2 separate regions of the Zea mays genome follow, and region 1 is linked to region 2. The links are chromatin contacts, called in public Hi-C maps. All regions are on one chromosome and are shown on one strand. Each heading gives the region's core, a stretch centred on a gene start, on an enhancer-like site or on the middle of the called end of the contact. The rest is flanking DNA. Distances are from core to core; before and after follow the strand shown.

The links. A called contact is a pair of places that touch in the nucleus more often than the background predicts.
Region 1: a Hi-C map of ear shows a contact between it and region 2, with 2.2 times the contacts expected there. The contact joins the promoter of LOC103635902 here to the promoter of LOC100280271 in region 2. A contact is called at or near these places in 2 of 25 Hi-C or Micro-C datasets (ear and endosperm).

The regions. Positions count from the first base shown.
Region 1 is chr8:131,819,633-131,824,599 of Zm-B73-REFERENCE-NAM-5.0, reverse strand. It overlaps LOC103635902 (CRM-domain containing factor CFM9, mitochondrial), which reads left to right and starts at 1,295. Exons shown (of 4, transcript XM_023300839.1): 1 at 1,295-1,589; 2 at 1,697-1,961; 3 at 2,967-3,368; 4 at 3,690-4,967. The coding sequence starts at 1,546. The coding sequence ends at 4,916.
Region 2 is chr8:131,690,241-131,695,126 of Zm-B73-REFERENCE-NAM-5.0, reverse strand. LOC100280271 reads right to left here and starts at 2,042. Exons shown (of 12, transcript NM_001153199.2): 1 at 1,903-2,042; 2 at 888-1,050; 3 at 740-805; 4 at 517-614. The coding sequence starts at 1,019.

The DNA.
Region 1 (4,967 bases), core at 46-2,545, 130 kb before region 2:
AGTAGGCAAGTGTTACTTGGCCGAACCACAGGATAAAATCGCGTGTCTCTTGTGATTGTTTTCTCTTTGATTGTCTGTGTTCACAAGAGCTCGTTTCAAGCCACTTAACCATTCTAACCTTCATAACCAAAGTTTTGTGGTTATTAGTGTTGAATTTTACAGGATCACCTATTCACCCCCCTCTAGGTGCTCTCAACATTACAAGGCGAATACTTGCCCAAGGCGTTGAACGATCATTTCCTGAAGCAATACCATCCTAGTATGTGGCAAGATGCTCAAGAGAACCGATGTGGTCACATCGAGTTGATTCTAGCCTGTACCAGTACTTTTGGTTCGCTTAGCTTCTCCAAAATGCAGGAGCATGTGTTGAGCACCATTTGTGGCACTAGGCACGGCTAGACGGTCTGACCCTAAGGACCGGACGGTCCGCCCATAGACGCGGACGATCCGCGAATATATCAGATCAGTCGCAACTAATCCCTTTTCCGTGCGAGTTTATCCCTCTAAACTCACGGTTGCTGTTGGAAGACGCCTAGGAACGGGTCCAAATCTCCCCTATATATATTAAGGGGTACGGCCGATTACAATCACCAATAATCGATCAATAATCAATATATCTTCCGTTCTTTACCTTTTGTCCTAGTAGTATATAGTAACATAGCTTTCTCCTTATAACCTTCACCTTTCTCTGACTCTACGTCATCTAGAGGCGTCTTACGTGACCTGTCGATCACAAGACAAACTCTAAGATCTCTACTCCCCGACGGGGTCCCTCCCAGGAGCGAGATCTAGGTGCTGTTGGCGAACTCCGCCGCCCGTGCGTGCGCGGACCATCTGGCACGTCGGCAGGAAACCCTCGTCTCTACGCCAGGTCGCGATCCGTCCGGCCCTCGACCGCGAACCGTCCGTGCTGCCGCAGAAAGCACCGTTGCCGATACACATCGCAGTGATTGGCGCCAACACCATTATTTTATTGGTTCCATATATAGATGCACACATATATAAAAATGTTATGTTTCTACAAACAATTGTTTATTCAAATAATTTTATCATTTCTATGTGTATATATTCATATATATTGTTGTTTCTATATATCTAAAGCAATACTTTTTAAAATATAAAAGTGCATCGATAAAATACTCACTGCGGAAGCAATTTACTAGTCCATATAGATTGAGAGTAAAAGGAGTGAGACCTAACTCAGCAGGTCCAAAATTGTGTCTTTTACAATTTTTCCTTCAATTCTGTTTCCCGGGATAGAAGTCAGTAGTTTGGGCTTCCCCGCCACGGTGACTACGTTTGCGTTGCAGCCGCCTCATTGACCCTCAGAGCAAACGGCTCACAGCTACCGCCTCGCATCCGACGGACAATCAAGTTCCTTGCCTCCCCCCGGCATCACCCACCGTCCCGATCCCGACCAGCCAGGGTTTATCGCGCCGCGCCGCGCCGCCTCATAAACCCACCTCGCATCCGCCCCGCCGCGGCGGCGCCTTCCAGAAGAACTCCCACAAACTTCGGCAGCGGCGGGCGCGCACCCAACAAGCCATGTGGAGCCTCCTACGGGCAGCCTCGCCATTGCTCCGCCGCAGGTGCGTTCCGCCCCTTCCCTATCGACCCGGAGCAGCAGCACCGGCTCTCCCCCCATCCCTCTCGATCTCTGATGTGCGCGCGCGCGCCTGTTTATGCGGCGGGACAGCTCCGGGCGCTTGGCCGCGAGGGGCGAGGCGGTCGCCGCGGCCTCGGCCTCCGCTCCGGCGCCCGCGGGGTTGCTGGCGGTGGGAGCGGGAGCCTACAGCCGGTGGCGGCGGGCGATGTCTACCAAGGGGAGGAGCATGCGGAGCAAGGTGGAGAAGCGGATGGCGAGGGAGACTGGCCGCACGCAGCGGGAGCTCCGCCGCGCCGTCAAGCTCAGGAAGAAGCTCATGACCGAGGACGAGAAGCTCATCTACAACCTGCGCAGGGTAAGAAGGCTTCAAACCTCCCCCATTTTCCTCCCCTCGTTAATCAGTAGTGACCAGCCTCTTCCAAGTGGGACGCGATTCATTATGTTTTTTTGGTTGTTGAAAGTGTTGGCCCCTATATGATTTATGGGGAGGAATCGGGGGGCTATTCTCTGTTTATTATCTGAATAGATCAAATAGCTAACGTAGAAGATTGGAAAGTCAACCACACCTGTTGTGCACATACTTAAGTGTCAGGCTATCCGCAGCGGTTTCCCCTAAATTTCTCCCTCTATATAACTTTTTTACGTCACATCGTCAATATTTCATCCTCTACTTTTTCATATCCCGCAGCAGTTCTCCCTAAAATTTCCCCCTATACCCCACTACTACCATAAAATATCATTTTTCATATCTATTCATCATCCATTCTTATTTTTTACCAACTAAGAAACACTCAAGTGCACACAAAACAACGGCGTACAGTGCAAGAGGAAGACGGCGGCTTTCTCCAGATCTGTGGAGAGAGAAGGTTGCCCCCTTGCACTGTACCCTATTTAGGGGATCACACTGCGGCTCGTAGCGGGTAGTGTTGCCCCCTAAAGGAGGGGAGGGGGAGCGGCAGCGGGAGCCGCTGCACACAGCCTCATACCGTCCCATTATCTTTAAGGTTTTGGAATCCAAAACTATGTGGTAATGTATGTTATAATCATGGCATATTTGAAGCCATATGAACTATTTCTCATGTTCTGAATGAATACATGTGCCTGGTTATGAACACAGTGCTTGCACTATTTTACGCTTGAAGAAAAACCAGTGCCCATAAATAACAAAACATATGGCTCATTAGCATAGTTACTGGATGCATAATCCTAGCTGAGCTGGGACACCTTTTAAAAATAAAAAAAATGTAAGTTCTAGATATATCATGAAGATATAGGTAATCTGCATTGTCTATTGTCTGTGGTCTATTACTTTAGTAGCAAAGTCCTTGACTTAGCATATTCTCTGTTTTCTTTTATCTAGGCCAAGAAAAAAGTTGCTTTGCTCCTACAGAAGCTCAAGAAGTATGAGCTACCAGACTTACCAGCTCCGCGTCATGATCCTGAGCTGTTAACGGCAGAGCAACTACAAGCTTACAAGAAGATTGGATTCAGAAACAGAAACTATGTGCCTGTTGGAGTTCGTGGAGTCTTTGGAGGTGTTGTTCAAAACATGCATATGCACTGGAAATTCCATGAGACGGTGCAAGTTTGCTGTGACAACTTCCCAAAGGAAAAGATTAAGGAAATGGCAGCAATGCTGACAAGATTGAGTGGTGGAATAGTGATCAACATTCATAATACCAAAACAATCATCATGTTCCGAGGAAGAAACTACCGTCAACCAAAGAACCTTATACCTTTCAACACACTTACCAAAAGGAAGGTCAGTCCCTTGCAACTGATGTGTCTGTCTCAGTTAGCATTTCCTTGCTATTTCTATTCTGCTTACCACTTGCTCTGGATAACGCATGTTCACTGGATGGCATTTGTGAACAACAAATTCATAGAGTACTGGTTTGTTTAGGTTTCATATGGCTAACTCCAATGGAGTAGCCTTCTTTCCCATCGAATTGATCATCTCCATCTTTGCTCTTTTTTCTCTCTATCAGTGTATTAAGAAAACATTTAGTTACTGAATAATTTAGTAACATTGATTATTCTTTATTATGGCTCATGGGGCTTGATACAAGTATTCTTGCTGCAGGCACTATTCAAGGCTAGATTTGAACAAGCACTTGAATCACAAAAATTAAACATCAAGAAAATAGAAACCCAACTCCGTCGTAAGGGTATCAATCCAGAGGACCCAGTTGCTATGGCTAGCATCCAGCGTGTTGCCTCTACGTTCTTCCGAGCCATAGATGAGCAGCAAGGTACTCCGTATATTTTCCGTGGGGACACACAACCTTCTGCTGGGACCTCTGAAATAAAAGAACCACGTGATGAACCATCTGAAGATAGTGATCAGGAGGAGCTTGACAGGTTCATTTCAGAGATAGAAAGTGCAGCAGAGAAGCAATGGGAGGAAGAAGAGGCTGCAGAGAAAGAAGAATCTTCAAGAATGCGATATTGGGAGAGGGAAGACGTAGGTGATCGAAGGGGTTTCAACAGAAATAATGAAAACTCAGATTACGAGGATAGAGGACATGGAAGATATAGGATAGAGCATAACAACAACAGAAGGACTTCAGATGTGAGGAAGTGGGATGATGATAGCGAGTTCGAGGCATCAGGTGAAGAATGGGACTCTGGTGATGACAGGGGTAATGCTCCGGGCTTTGACAGTGATCGAGATTCTATTGATGAGCATCCTCGACGATTTGGAAGCATGCGGAATGAGAAGAGCAGATCCAGTTGGACACAGGATTTTGTTCCTACGCGAGACGTGGGCGAGGGGAAGGTTTTCAATAGAAGCTATGCCAATTCTGATGTTTACGATAGAGGCCAGGGAAGACATAGGATAGATAACAACAGCAGCAAAAGGGCATCAGATGCAAGGAGGTGGGATGATAGTGAGATCGAGGCATCAGGCGAAGAATGGGACACTGGTGTTGACAGTGATAATGATCTCGAAGACGCAACTGATGGTCATCCTCGGCAATTCAAAAGTATGAGGAATGAGAAGAGCAGATCCCGTGGCAGGCAGAATTCCATTCCTGGCGGATTCAGAGGATCCAATCGGATTACAGGGAATTCAGCTGATGCTTCCGATGGCGCTATGTTCAGATGCAGTAATGGTGATGAGTTAGGCACTGAAGACGAGGACTTGTCGGTGTCGGATTATAGGGGGGAAGCGACGAACTCAAGATCCCCCAAGGTGAATTTCCCAAATTTCCACAGCGGGAGTGAGGATAGCGATGAGAACAGGAAAAATGATGGCAAGGTTGGTAAAACGAATAAAAATACTGATGAAAGTTGGGATAGTGACTGAGATAAAGTAATGATGATATGTGATGCATGAAGGTCAGCATCAATGGTTGTC
Region 2 (4,886 bases), core at 793-3,292:
TAAAGACACCAACTCTGATGTTATCAGCAAGAAATTACCAGAAAGTTGCATTACTCTAAACCTTCAAATCCATGAGATCAGTACTTACATATCTCATATTCTCAAATGATAGCTAACTGTTAGAAGTGTGGATGAACCTTTAACAAACAAAATGCATAGAGAATAAGTACAACAATGACAACAAAGCCTTTTAGTCCCAAGCAAGTTGGTGTAGGATAGAGTTGAAACCGAACAGAAGCCACAAATAAAGTTTCAGGCACGTGGTATCTTTTTTTCATTCGCTCCTATTCAAGCCTATAACTTTGGGTAGAGAACAAGTACGACTGACAAAATTCCGCTAAACTGTTTTGCTGGTTTGTGTTGATAAACTTCAAGTCATTATGCTAAGAGTGGCGAGAACCACCATAAATGGCAGTAGCACTGTGGCAAGCAACAAGTGATGTTATATTTCAATTTCAATAGTTGCATTGTTATATCTGTTGGAGCATATAAATACTGTCAAGAATTGTGCCTTACACTTGATCAGTTTGCCCTGTTGATGCAAGTGCATTCAGTAGACAAATGTAGGTTTCTCCTTTCAACTTAACATCATGTGCCTTCATTTCTTCTAAAAGCTTTGTTACAGGTAAAGGACAGGAGCATCAGTGAGCATGAAGAACAAAATAAAGCAGTTCAAGCATGAGAATGATATCATAATGATAAAAGCACAGTTAGCATTCAGGTACACAGAAAAACTAACCATGATTGCTGCATCTGAGTTCTTGCATTTTCCACAAGTGGAGATCAAGAAGTTGTAAAGGTTAACCTGGAAACCATTAAGAACATCAGACTGATATCTCTCAGATAAAAAGGAAATGGAGTGAATTGAGAGAAGTCAGCAATCTAACATCAGGCTTCAAACCCATTTCTTTCATCTGATCACGGAAGTAAAGCGCATCTTGTAGCCGGCTGCCTTTCATGGTACCGACTATGAGTGTGTGGAACGTTTCCCGCTCAGGCTTCACGCCATCAAGCATCATGTCGTCGTAAGCATCACGCAGAAGGTAGGGCCTAAAGATAACGAGAATGTAACTGTCATTCTACTGAAACAAAAAGGGAGCTGTCATTCTACTGAAGCATCATGTTAGAAAATAGTGGTTTCTGAAAAGGGAGCTGTCATTCTACTGAAACAAAAATTCAAGATGGGCATATACATGATGAAAAATGGCATTACCATAGGACATAAAGTAATTTGCTAAAAGTTATATAGACATACCTTTAGGAAAACAAAACAAGAAAATTCATATCTTAGAGGCCACAAATGACTAGTTAAACAATATCAGAAAAATAAGGCTCTCATATTTTTCGAGAATAAAGGAGGCTGTCCAGACAAGCTGGACATATGTGCGTAACCAAGAAAGAAATATGAGAAGCTAATAGCCAGCCCCCTGTTTTCTCACAATTTAACAGTGCATACATGTTTATTATTAGAAACTGAAATCGTACAATATTTAAGCCATTTGGGAGTAACCGAGGTGATCCCTCCTGTTTCTCTAGGGGGAATTCATGGCAGTCTAGTTGCTCAGGTGGCCAGGCTCACTGACACAACGAACAAAGGGACTTCTTGAGTTTGAAACTTTGAATTCGGAATTGTCATGCACAAAAGGGTAAATTCGCCTACAGCTACACAATATTATGTACAATTTTCACATGGCCATTAATCCCACAACACGAAAGGCCCCAGTGAACAATCGAATCAGCAAGCACATGCCTGCATACGGGACCAAACCAAGCACATGCCTGCTAATATGCAGCAACAGAACCAAAACAAGGCATCTCAACGAAAACGCCTCCCGCTTGGCAATGCGTCGAACAGCTAGCACGCAACGGGACGCGGCAATCATTAAAGCAACACTGCCTTGCCTGCGCTGAGCGACGAGCGATCCGATGACCGTGTTGTACTCGGAGTTGTTATCGGCGTAGTTCCGGCGCGCGTACTCTTCCGTCAACGTCGCCGCGTGGCGCCGCGCAGTGAGCGCCGCCGCCGCATGGCGCAACCGCCCTGCACCACAAACACCCGGGGGTCAGCCTTGGGGAGAGATCAGAGAAGGAAATGTGAGGGGGTGGAAATTGAGGAGACCCGGGAGCATGAGGGAGTTCTTGAGGAGAGCCATGGCGACGATGCTGCGGCACTGCGACTGCGGAGGGGCGGGGAGGAGGCGGACCAAAGGAAGGAGAAGGGTTTAAGGCGTCCGCCGTCGGATCGTCGATGGGCCGAATCCACTAGAGATTATGATGGCCCAAATAAGCCCACCACTAATTGCTTGTATACGCTATAGGTATACCAGCAACTCCAAAAGATTAACCAAATTTACTAATTTAACTACTCTTTAAAATAGATTTCACAAAAAGAGTAGACTAATCCAACAAACTCAGAACTCTGTGTGTCGAGTGAAGCATGATATCTAAAAATAGAGACCAAAATATTTATAGAGTTTATTGGAGACAATTTTCTTTTAATAATAGCTAAAATTTATCTTTATAAAACGATCTAACTAGTCTCTTAAAGTTGCTCTAATACATAATATACAGATGATAATCTCTTGCCACAGTCTAACCAATTCATCTAGAGAGAGATTTCTAAGTTTGTTCCCCTGCAAAATACGTGGGTAATGACCCATCTGTCTCCAACAAGTAGTAATAGCTGACCACGAAACTGTGATTAATCTGGTATCAAAACTACATTTTTCATATTATCTATGGAGAAAGTTTGAGGGTAGAACTATGGTATGGATTCTCAAAATCCAGTATCGCCAAACCTAGTTACTCTCGTGCCCCAACTTAGGGGGTACGAATTTGTCGAGTTTGATCAGTACTATAATCCTAAATATTTTATTGATCAGGTGGCACCCAGATTTGAACTGGGGGTAAAGGATTTGCAGTCCCCTGCCTTACCACTTGGCCATGCCGTAGCCTCCTGATTACATGTTAAGTTCTGTCATTGTGAGTTAAGAGTCTCAATCAAAACTAATACAATCTTTGTATGTTGTGACAGCACACAAGAAAAAATATTACATTTTATCTCAGTCAAAAGACCTAAAAATGTATGAGCTGAAAAAGAAGTCTGGTCTCTTTTTTATAGCTTCTTCAGCCACTCGTCTTTTTTAGCTAAAGAAGGTGGGCAAAATACCTAATACCCAAACTCCAAACCCAAATTACCTGAACCCAATTCCAAAGTACCCAAACCCGAAATACCCAATCAAAATTTTGGATAGCAATTCTAAAAAAATGAATTTAGTTCGGGTAGTTTGGGTAATGTTATCTGGTACCTGAACTACCCAAATTCTCTGAAATATATCAAATATTTAATATAAATCTATTTTTTGGAATAAATTAATATAATCTATACTAAATTAATGATATGTGAGTAGTATAGTGTGGGGGACAGATATCCCCCGGGTCCAGCGGAAGGATAAAAGACCTCACGAAAGGCCCGTGGACCCAATAGTTCGCGAGGTCATCCCTTCGTGGGCCTGGGAGAAACGTCCAGTAAGGCAGATTGACACAAGACTGGATCGACGCAGACCCAGACGGCTCGATGGATTTGAGCCGTGATCGCAACAGTGACCCGACCTTCCCACGCAGGGGCCCCGTACATCGGAACTGAGCGAGGATGAGTCGGCTGAACTATAGGAAGATAGACTCAGTTAGTTCACTATTACTTTGGCACACGTTGTTATCATATCCACATGTAATGCCCCCACGGTCGAGTATATAAGGCCTAGGGACACCCCTTCAAGACGATCGACATCACTCATTACTTAGTCATTCACCCCGCTCTCTACGTTTTCCAACACTAGAGAACTCCCCTGTAATTCATCACATAAAGCATTCTCGCCAGGACGTAGGGTGTTACGCATCTCAAAGTGGCCCGAACTTGTACATCATTGTCCACTATTTCTCGTGCATCCAGCACGAACCATCGAGCTACAGTCGGTAACACCGTTCTACTCCTAAAAGCACCTTGAGGGGTAACCCTGGGTGCGCGGTCGGACCCAAAACACTGACATATAGTGACTGTGAAAGCAGACAAGCAGCGTGTTCAAAATTATATTATTTTGTTACATATAATATTTACTTTATTTTTTTGTTGTTGTATAATAAAGAATACGGTTGAAGCAATCTATACTACTATATTAAGACTGCAGGGGTAGCCAGCATTTCATGATTTTGCCTCCTATCAATCTGCATCGTCCGTCCTATTGCCACGGCTACGCTTCAAACCTCCTTCGTTCCTCAATTTCCTCTCGATCCCAAGCTTTTGTCTCCACTCCCCCACTTTCTTGGTGGATCCTCCATCCACACACGGGAGTAGCGTTTGCATCCCTCATCAACGTCGCAGCCGCCAATTCCTTCTCCCCTCGCGCGGGCGGCTCCTCCACCCACTCCACCACCATGGCGTCACCACAACTCCCATGCATCCCTCCTCCTCAACGCCGCTCCCGCCAATCCCTTCTCCCTCGCGCGGTGTCTCCTCCACTCGCTCCGCCTTCATGGCGCCACCACAGCTTCTCGCTCTCGCATTGTGGTCGACACCCAGACGACGACCACGACATCTTGCTCCACCCGCTACGCGCCACGAGCAACATCGACCCCGCCCACTGCCTCAACCTCCGTCGTTATGACCGCCGCACCGTCGTTGGCGACAAGAGTGAACATATCGGTTTGTCTTCGCCGTCGACTCGGCTTACGTCTATATCGTCGACGTCCCCTTCGACCTCATTGAGGCTGACCTCCTCGCCATCTTCACGCAGCGAGTCGTAGGGTTTGTTTGGTTGCGTTGTGGCTGTGAAAAAAGTTATTGTGGGCTGTGAGCTGTGGAAAAAGTTGTTGTAGGCTGTAAGCTG